Regions from separate parts of the Mus musculus genome. Here region 2 is linked to region 1. The links are chromatin contacts, called in public Hi-C maps. All regions are on one chromosome and are shown on one strand. The core of a region is the stretch at or near the end of the contact, and the rest is flanking DNA. Distances in the headings are between cores, read along the strand shown. Region 1 has its middle 49 kb from the start of Krr1. Region 2 has its middle 85 kb from the start of Gm30624.

Region 1 (5,167 bases), core at 2,150-4,649:
CTTTTCAAAACCTTCAGAGGGACATTAAACCCACATTTAAGGAGATGTCATCCTGGCTGTTGTATTGTCTTAGAAATCAGTTTGTTCACCCAACTGTTTCTTTCATTCCTAACAGTTTGATATAAAATGCTACAGCTTGGACTATGTTGTTCAGCTGGCTTTTCTTCCAGTGACCAGCTACCTTTAAGGGAAAGACCATTTTTAAAGAGAAGAACATCTTCGCTCTTAAGGTTTCAACATATCTTGGAATTACTTTAGTTAAAATCAGAAATCTTCCATTCATGTTTGGTTTCCCATTCTGCATGACAGATGTTCCACAGGAAACCTTTTGCATGTGAAATTGTTCTAGGAAGGGATGTGGTTCACTCCTTAAAAGTTCTGTATGGGGAGCCGAGGGAAAAACGGAACAGCTAGAGAGGCTCTGGCCTCAAGGCCATCCTAGTGCGTGCTTGTGTGTGTGTGGGTGCGTGCATGCATCTGACTGGAGTATCTGACAGGAGATTGAGGTTAAACAGCTGTGAGGCGGGCCTCCGAGAGCTAGTAGTCCCTAACCAGCACCGACTCGGATGTGTAATCCAGTACCACTTGGCCAACTGTATGACTGAACAATAGCCAGAGCCGCTTTCTTTATACAGTGCAGATGCAAATGAAGTCTAGACCCGTGATGCTCCGCCTTCCTAATGCTTGGACCCTTTAATACAGTTCCTCATGCTATAAGGTAACATCCAACCATAAAATTATTTTCATTGATACTTTAAAACTGTGATTTCGCTACTATTATGTGTTGTAATGTAATATCTGATATACAGGATGTGCAATAATCAATCCCTATAGGGTCGCGACCCACAGGTTGAGAACCACTGGTCTAGACTCTGAATTGAAGTAATTTCTTCATTGAGGCTAACGACGAATTCTTTCTTAGTTATCCCATATCTTGCTGGCTTAGCAGGTGGCCCTCATTATGAATGGGCTATGAAGTGAGAGGGTATAGTTAACAGGAGATTAATTATTTAGAACGTTTCTAAGCTTGCTACAGTTTCAGGCCGGCAGAGCTTAAAAGAGGGGATTATATATTTTATTGTAAATTAATCATGACAATCTTTTTTCTCATTGGTATTGCTAAAGGTTGGGGCAATGTGCTTTGCTATTGTTGCAATGGTCTGCAATCGTTTTTTTTTTCACTTCAGATTGCCAAATGCAGGCAACACACGATAATAGCCTGCAGCCAATACAGCCCCTGTACCATACACACCTTTCTTTCTCTAGTCCCCAAATGGGGATGAAGTGGCTTAGACGTGGCCTTCTTCCAGACACATAAAACATCTTTATTTTGTGCTACATTTCCAGAAAAGGCTTTAAAAGTGTTCTGAAGGCTTATAAAATTGCACTTTATAAAGAGAAAGATCGGTCCAGAGAAAGTATGCATAGACCATAGTGTGGTATAAAATCTGATGCTTTCAGCCAGTTGGATTTGTGGATTTGAGCCCCCTGAGCTTGATCAACATTTATTTACATTAATGGCTTCTCCAATCCTCATTATCTAGTCCTCTAAGTTATAGGTTGTGATTCAGTTTGCACACTGCATATGGGTATGTGTAGTTGAGACGAATTAGTCTAAAAATATTTGCTAGTGCCAACACAAATGATTTTCCACTAACCTATTTTGAGACTGTAGCCGGTAAATCCACAGAAACTAAAGTGCGTGGAGGTGGTCTTTTCTAAGACTGAGGTTGTTAGCTCATGCCCTGTGTTGAGAGTCTCTTCCCCAGACATCTTGGTGATCAGCAGAGAGCCGGCTGCTGACATAGCACCAGTGTCCTGCGCACTAAAGCACTGAAGGACAGACCTGACCGCTCCACTTTATTTTCTCCTTCTGGGGGGAAGATAACCCCCACCTTACATTTGCTGAGTGCTTGCTCCTCGTAAGTGTAAAGTTCCCACAAATTATGTCAACCCAAACATCAGTTATTAGCTGCTTTCTACAGGAAACACAGCCAGGAATATGCAGTGGCCTCTGAGCTCACCTCTCCTCTGCCTCTACGGACTCTGCTGCACAGTCCTGCTGAGCGAGCGTATCTCTTAAGATTTGTAAAGGTCTTAGCACTGGGAGACAACAATTTATGCTTTTAACGTTAATCAGTAAATCACACACGTACATGTGTATATTCTTTTTCATTAATTGCCTTTTTATTGTTTTTCTTCCAATTACAAATACTTGCCAATGAAATGTTTTAATTGAAAAAATTAAGTCTCATATATATGGCTTCCACATTCACCCTGTAAGGTTTCTTGTACCCTAAATTTCTTTCCTCTCAATGTTTCTTTTCCTTCTTAGTGTCTCCTGCTATTTTACATTTTGCTGATAAGGAGCTTGTGTAATTAATAACCTTATCTCCCTATGTATAAAAAAAACAAATTTAGTGCATTTTAATAAGGAAGTCAGAAGTACAAGGAGACACTTTATTGCCACGTTGACGCTGATAAGACCAGAAATAAGCTGGTTGCTCTGTGACTACACATAATGAATAGTATTTGTGTACGTAGTTTTATTACTTTTGGTGTCAGAGCTTCAATATTTCTTGGGAGTATATTTATGAACAGCTATACAGTTTAGAATTCTTTAATAAGCCGCTCTCACTGGATAACACACTGGTTTTTAAAGTCACTTCATCTTTATGCCTGATCTTAATCTTGTATTTGTAGTTCTCAGCAGGGGCAGGGAGTGCTATTTTCTTAGCTGCTCAGGGTGGGGATGGGGGTGTAGAAGATTGGGAGGGGTTCTAGAAAGGTCACTATGGTCTCATGCAGTCATATATTTTACAACTGCAGCTTGTACACTCCTGAAATGGGGAAAAGTTCCTCTTTTTTTTTTTTTAAGTGCTGAACAAAAACTGAAGGTTTGAAAAGTTTAAGACCCTTGAGAACATGAATAGTTGGATCTCTAGTATCTTTGACTAAGTTTTTACATAGTCCCCATGACAGCCTACTCCTTTGAAGTCAGTCAAGCCTGTGAGATCATGAGGGACTCATAACAGAAGAAGCTCTGTGAAGAGCGGCTGAGTTGCCTCTGCCCTTATTTCCTGCCCATTGATCCTGTGATGTGAGCGTATCTGTTATCTCCTTCTGCAAAAAGAACTGTGTGTGCCACATGACAGTCCTGGGCAGGGCCATGCAGGGTCACACAGCTACGGATGGCTGGGAAGACAAAGTTTGATCTTCTATGAAACATTTATATGCTTGTTTGCTTGTTTGTTTGTTTGTTTGTTTGCAGTAGGCTTGCTTCCTACTCTGTCCTTCCAGGACAAAGGCAGAAGTGAGTGGGTAGGAATCACAACAACTTCTCCCCTCTGATGTTACCCTCTGACTAGGGGAGTTGATAGTAAGGCCGGGACTTCCCAATTAGCATGCTTTTTTTTTTTTTTAGCAAGGGGACCTGTTTTACTGAGTTGGGGTAGAAGACACATCCTTCCTTTGGACTGGCTTCCCCATTCGATGTATCCCCATGCTGCTTATTATTAAGATGAGCTAAAGATCAAGGTTTACAGCACTCTATAGCACCCAGTGCTGTGCTAGCTTCTCCAGTGCGTTCCTGTCCTGGACACCTCCATGATGGTTATTGAAGTCCGTTGGTTGGCTTTCCAAAAAGTGAGGAGGTTTGAATCTGGCATTCTTGGGAAAACTCTTTCTGTGATCTTTTTCTCGCCTACCCTCTCTGGTTTCCCATGAAAGGCAGGAATGCTCAACTAATCCCTCCTGCTCCCTGGTCTGTGGGCTGTAATTAGGGTTTAAAGAAACAATGTCTCCACTTTGGTGGAATTCATGCTGTTCCCGTTGGAGACTGAAGCAGGTATACAATGCGCTCATAGTCTTTACACTCTATCTTCAGTAACACCTTGAACCACTTCATCCAATATTCCTTTCCTTCTTCAAAGAGCAACATTTAACTCCTTCATTTTATTGCATAGATAATGCCTTTGTTTCTGAACGATACAGCATGTGTGACTGTTACGCACACAAAGGGAGGAAAAAAGGTTATTTATTAAGTAAGTTATTCACCGTAGCAAATTTTAGTGATTTTTCAAACCAGAGCAACCAGTTTTTTCCTGATCCGTCGTCATTAATTTGACAAATACCTTCTCCTTAAAAGTTTACTACAGAAAGATTTCGTTTTTATAGGCACACTTTCTTTAATGTATGCTTTAGTGATTCTGAATATTAAGTGCTACCAGCATCTCTTGCTCTGAGCTTAGCAAGCGAAGAAAGCACCGTCAGTGAATTCTGCCTCAAGTCAGAGAAAATGTCTTTTGCCCCTCTTTTCTCCAAAGAAATAAAATCTTTATGTGCTCGGCATGTGGGGTAGGAAATAACAAGGAGGTCATTGTTCTCTGTCCCGCCTAACTGCAAGTGTAAAGACTGTTATTCTTTCGAGCACTGCCCCCTAGCGGGGAAAATTTCACGTTTTTCGACTGGGTATCTTTAAATGCCTTCCCATCGCTTGTTCATGCCCTTTCTGCAAGGATGCTGACCCTGTTCGTCATGTGTGTTAAGATAACACTTAGAATGTGAGTTCCTGACAGCATGGGGGCCTTTACCTAACAGTCTCACTGAGCTGAAACACGGAATAGATGAGAAGAAATAGATTGTAGCTTCTCACAAGTCTTGGGAGCTAGTGTTAAAGCAAAAGACAGTAAGAAGGGATGAGAGCGCTCAAGGCTCAAAGATGTATGCCACAGATGAGACAGAGAGATCGTAAGAGCCAGAGGGGGTGGAAGATTCCATGGAAGCAGTGTCTTTCAGATGCAACAAGCACTAATGCCCATATGAACTCACAGAAATGGTGGCATCGTGCAAAGACCCATGGTTCAAACCAGACAAAATCCCGGCACTGAGACGGGCAAGTGGGCACAAAGTCCTGTCCCTAACCAACAGTTAGCTCTTCCTAACTGATACCTGCTGGAAAAGGCAAACTTAGATGTCTTTAATGGAGTAACAGTCAGGATATCAACCATATTCCAGGGCAGGCTCTGTGCTCACGAGTAGTTGGCAGCACAAAACAGACCCTGTGTGTGCGTGTTTGTGTGTGTATTCATGGGGCGTTGTTCTTGTTACAGTTTGATGGGTTTTGTACTTTTAGTTTTTTGTTATAGTTTAGCTTTCTTGGTTTTTT
Region 2 (5,167 bases), core at 919-3,418, 150 kb before region 1:
CCACAGAGTACACACTTGATGTCTCTAAGCAAAGTTGTGTTAAGTCAGATGACATCTCTTGAAAAGACTTGTGGGAGACTGCGCTGAGTTGCCACCGCTGCCGCTGCAGCCATCGTGCCAGCCCCACGGGTCTCAGAGGGGTGGGTGACTCTCCAGGACAGGAGAGAAGCCAGTTTGGGAGCAGACTGGATCCAGCTTCATTCAGCGTTACTATCAGTTATTTGATAATGGCAGAACCCAACTAGGCACAACTTACACTGATTGATGCATCATGCAATTCCAGGGGAAAGCTGCCATTGTTGGAGAAGTAATCTAGCCTTCCATTCCAGAAAATTCAGCATAGTATCTCAGCACAGGACCATCAGCCTACAGCAGATAGCTGCATCATCAGCATGGTTGTCGGCCAACTCAAGGCTGATGAAGATCCCATCATGGATTTCCACCAGATGTTTCTATTAAAGAACATCAACGATGCTTGTGTTTGCACCAATGACATGTTCAGGCTTGTCCTGCACAACTTCGGTTGACCTCCTCCTGGCCAGACAGTCACGCTGTTTCCCCCTCCCTCTTCCCAATCCTAGCTCACTCCTCCAGATGCTCCAAATATCACACACCAACAAGCAGGGCCAGGCGGGAACGGGTGCAGTGGGCTTCTGTCACCACGGTGCTGTGCATGATGTTTGGATGCTAGACGAGTCGCCATCTGACAGGAAACGTTTGTGCTGTACCAGCGCATGCCTTGGAAGGACTTAAGTAATGCAAAAGATGGTCGGGTTTTGGTTTTGGTTTATTTATTTATTTTTTAATCTACTGACAAGTTGCTTTAGTAACCCGAAGGAGTGAAGGGAAAACAGCTGCCTCACCAACCGCCTAGATACTGATTTGTTCAGATGTTTCAATGCCTCATGATACATTAAAGCCACAAAAACTTTCTCAACAACAACAACGATGATGACGACAACGACAACAACAAAAAGACACGTGGGCTACAGGTTGATAAAGATCTCAATTCTTCCTCCTTTGCCTTCCTTCATTTCCTGATAAATTTCAGGAAACATTCTCAAGTAACTATGGCCTCCTCAAGGCTCATAATTTCAAATCCTTTTGTCATTTGAAGGAGTTGGATGTTGTGTGCACTTTTAGAATAATCCCTTATGTTTTGAGTTGAACACATTTGAGAAGTTTTTCATCATCATTTAAAACATATTACTATTGTCAATGTGTGTGTGTATGCAGTGTATATGTGTGGTAATGTGTAGTGCGGTCTACGTGGAGGTCAGAGGACAAGTTTGTAGAGTTGGTTCTCTCCTAACACCTTTATAGGGGTAGAACTCTGGTGGCCATGACACCTTTACCTGATGAAACTTTTGCTGGCCCCATTTATTTATTTTTAAACTGTGGGCCTTACGTAGCACAGGCTGGCCTCCAAGTCATTGCTTAGTCAAGGATAACTGATCTTCTAATCCTCCTGCCTCTACCAACAGAGTATGGGACGACAGAATCTGCCTTCAACTAAGTTTATGTGGGACTGGGGATTGAATCTAAGAGCTCCATGCAAGCATTTTTGTTTGTTTGTTTTTTTGGGGGGGGGTGTTTTTGTTTTGTTGTTGTTGTTGTTGTTGTTGTTGTTGTTGTTTTTTGAGACAGGGTTTCTCTGTATAGCCCTGGCTGTCCTGGAACTCACTCTGTACACCAGGCTGGCCTCGAACTCAGAAATCCGCCTGCCTCTGCTTCCCAAGTGCTGGGATTAAAGGCGTGTGCCACCACCGCCCAGCTTCACGCAAGCATTCTTATCAACTGCACTGCTCCCCGACACCCGAGCTGTTCTTTAGGTAGAAGCTTTTTGAAACTACGAAAATGGTTTCTTAAAATTATTGACTATTGTCCTCATGCTGGCAATACAGAAGGAAAAGGCAAGGCCATAAAGTTTGAGAGAATGGGAATGGAAGAAAAAAGCAACCTACAGAACATTTCTTAGTAAATCATAATAACTACCATTCTCCGAAGTGTACCGCTGTGTGAACGTTTAGATCATGAATAAAGTCCGAACTGGTCTCCTGGAGACATGAAATTATGGAATGTGGAAAAAAGAAGGGCTGCAGGCAGAGCGGCTGTGATGTTCAAACTGGAATGCTTTCATTTTTAGGCATTCCTTTCAATAGAAGTAGTGAGTCATTTAGCTCTCCAGGGCTAGAGATAGCCCCCTCCCCGGCCACTGATTTTGTTTGAGGAGTATGAACCTAAGTGAAGACTGTGTCGTGAAGCTAGTGAACCTCAAATCCTCCATGTATCCCTCCTCAACTCTGAACCTCTGGGACAACCCCCCCCCCCCCAACATACACACTCTCTTGTCATGTTTAAAGCCCACCTCTGCGTTTCCACGGGGAGCAATCATCAGCGGGAAGTGATGAGGGTAACAGATACAAGCTCCCACTCTGCAGCAGCTGGGTCACCAGAGGGTTTAGCACTCAGGAGGAAACTTCACTTGCTCAGCTATTTACTTTCTTCCCCTTCCTACCTCATAACTGGCAGTTCTATTATTTAATTGTTTGACATTCATTTACCTAGTGCATGTATGTGTGTGCATGAATGGAGGTCAGAGGACAGAGGAGGGAGTTGGCACCCCTCTTAGGTGGTTTCCTGAGGTTGAACTGAGGTCATCAGGCTTGGCAGCACGCCAAACTACCACGCTACCAAACTCTCTTTCTAGCTCATTCTTTTTCCCACTTGATCATGATTGTTTTCTTCTAAAAACAAGAGTCACCAAACCTCTGAAAAGGACCAGATATAAAATATTATTGTACTTACCAGTCATACAGTCTTTGCTATAAATGCTCAACTCTGCCATTGTGTGTAAAAGTAGGCATAGGCAAATATTAATGAATGGACATATGTTCCAACAAAGCTATACTTGTAGACACTAATATTTGGACTTCATACCATTTCATGTGTTGGGAAATAACGACCCTCCTTTTGATTCCCCCACTAGTGTCATTATTCTTATCTCAGAGACTATTTTAAAATGGCTAACAAACCTTATTACCCTAGTTGGCTATAGCTTTGTTAGCCTTTGCCATAAACTGTTACGTGAGAATCCATACATTGGACTGGTACTGTCAGACAGTATGTCATGAGCATATGTAAGTGATCTTGGGTGTGGCAATAAAGGGAGATTCTGTTGTGCATGTCTAGCAAGTTACCAGATGATACAGCCGCTGGAGACCCACACATCACACCTTGAGCGGCATGGCTTACAAGCATCACACAGTTAGGTCTATCCATGGAAGGGTCTGATTTTGAGAGGGACTGGGCAGAAGTGGAGAACTGTGGTAGAGCCGAGTTGGCCTGTCTAAGTCAGGCTTGGAGAGGTTAGATGCAGGAAGACGTGGGAATAGGGGCTCAGTAGGGTGGTGACTTTTTCTCACCACTGTGGTAATATTTGACAAAAGAAATGTAAGGAAGGAAGGGTTTATTTTTATGTCATCGTTTCAAATACTTCAGTCGACTATAACAGGGAACGGATGACCCTGTGCTTGCATTGAAATCTTATCTGTGTCATGGCTGGAGGCAGGCTTGTTCTGTGTCATGGCCGGAGGCCAGGAAGCAGAGAGGGTGACATGAAGGTGACAGGAATAATACAGTTCCTCCCCTTTCTCCACCAGAACTTGCTCCTGGTGACCTACATCTTCAAGCTAGATCCTACCTCATAAATGTCTGACAGATGTCTCTAGACAATTTCATCATCTTGGGACCAAGTGTTCAAACACATGAGCCTCTGGGGGCTGTTTCTTGTTCAAATCACAACAGCAGATCTTAGTTGTTATAAGGCTATAGAGGGCTGCGAGGGACAAGGCTTTGCTGGTCAGTGACGCCTTTAGCAGTGGTGCTGGTGATCTATGCAGAAGTGCTTAAGAGGTATTTGCTGAATAAACAGAAAGGCAGGAAAGAGAAGTTGGGCTGGAAGGAGATAGAAGGGGGGCAATCATGATCTTAATCTGTGGTACTTTGAGTTGGATTCAGTAGAATCCAAGAGAAGGTAAGGGACACATGTAACTTTAAGGTAAAAACTGGCTGGTAATGTCGGGAGGGAGAATTCTGTGTGACACTCACTGGTCAGAGAATGAGCTTTTTCCACCAGCAGAGAAGGAGCCTTGACTCAGCAGCCCTGCCGGCTGGGAGGAAGAGTTCCAAGTGTGGAAATCTGCCTGCCGTGACTCAGGTGGGCCAGCAGCACCCTTCCATAGATGAGAGCCTCTTCCACAGGTAGAGCCTTTGCAAATGTTCTTATGCAGACACTCATTCTATCCTTCATTACACAAAGCCAAATTTTGCTCACAAGCATTTGAAGTCTCAAACTCATGGGTCTACTTATGTTGACCCACATAAGGGCTTCTTCTGTCTTCTCAAGGGCTTCTTCATACACTAATTTAGTTTATTCTGCCAAGAACACCAAGGATTCTTTACATAGCAAAAGAAGCTGCTCTGTATATGAGGTGAATACTCTGTCAGGTGAAATGAGTTCTCTTTTCTCCCCTTAAGCACATTCTCTAACTTCACAAACTCTGAGGGAAGAGAACTCACTTGAATTTGTTAGAAGGCAGGCTGTTCTTGACTGCAGTGAACCCCAAGCACAGCAGTGACATTTAACCAGCCTTCTCATCCATTGTACGAACTGTCACCCAGTTCATACAGATGCAGATTTTGAGGAAACAAAATGCAGCTGAGGCAGTCTGGGAGACTGGACCATCTTGGAGTAGCCACTTTGAAACTGTCCTGGATGCAGATTTTTTAAAATTTTTTTATTAGGTATTTTCCTCATTTACATTTCCAATGCTATCCCAAAAGTCCCCCATACCCTCCCCCCCCACCCCCCTACTCACCCACTCCCACTTTTTGGCCCTGGCGTTCCCCTGTACTGGGGCATATAGAGTTTGGAAGTCCAATGGGCCTCTCTTTCCAGTGATGGCCGACTTAGGCCATCTTTTGATACATATGCAGCTAGAGTCAAGAGCTCCGGGGTACTGGTTAGTTTATATTGTTGTTCCACCTATAGGGTTGCAGATCCCTTTAGCTCCTTGGGTATTTTCTCTAGCTCCTCCTTTGGGGGTCCTGTGATCCATCCAATAGTGGACTGTGAGCATCCACTTATGTGTTTGCTAGGCCCTGG

Evidence for each region. Hi-C and Micro-C count contacts between places; a contact is called where the count stands out from the background.
Region 2: a Hi-C map of uterus shows a contact between it and region 1, with 4 times the contacts expected there. The contact joins two enhancer-like sites. A contact is called at or near these places in 1 of 15 datasets of contacts at CTCF or cohesin (the NIH/3T3 cell line), 16 of 484 Hi-C or Micro-C datasets (the G1E-ER4 cell line, adipose-derived mesenchymal stem cells, bone marrow-derived macrophages and 8 more) and 3 of 115 datasets of contacts at active chromatin or transcription factors (fibro-adipogenic progenitors, forebrain and pancreatic cancer cells).

Annotation. Positions count from the first base shown.
Region 1 is chr10:111,921,247-111,926,413 of GRCm38.p6, forward strand. No RefSeq gene overlaps it. Among named protein-coding and RNA genes, the nearest start is that of Krr1, 49 kb to the right of the region's middle. Within about 2 kb of position 3,400, at least 60 of the 459 cell types and tissues checked have an H3K27ac peak or open chromatin away from gene starts, as enhancers often do. A contact at or near this core is called in the NIH/3T3 cell line and uterus, where this site is marked.
Region 2 is chr10:111,767,618-111,772,784 of GRCm38.p6, forward strand. It overlaps the pseudogene Gm46193. Among named protein-coding and RNA genes, the nearest start is that of Gm30624, 85 kb to the left of the region's middle. Within about 2 kb of position 2,169, at least 35 of the 459 cell types and tissues checked have an H3K27ac peak or open chromatin away from gene starts, as enhancers often do. A contact at or near this core is called in the NIH/3T3 cell line and uterus, where this site is marked.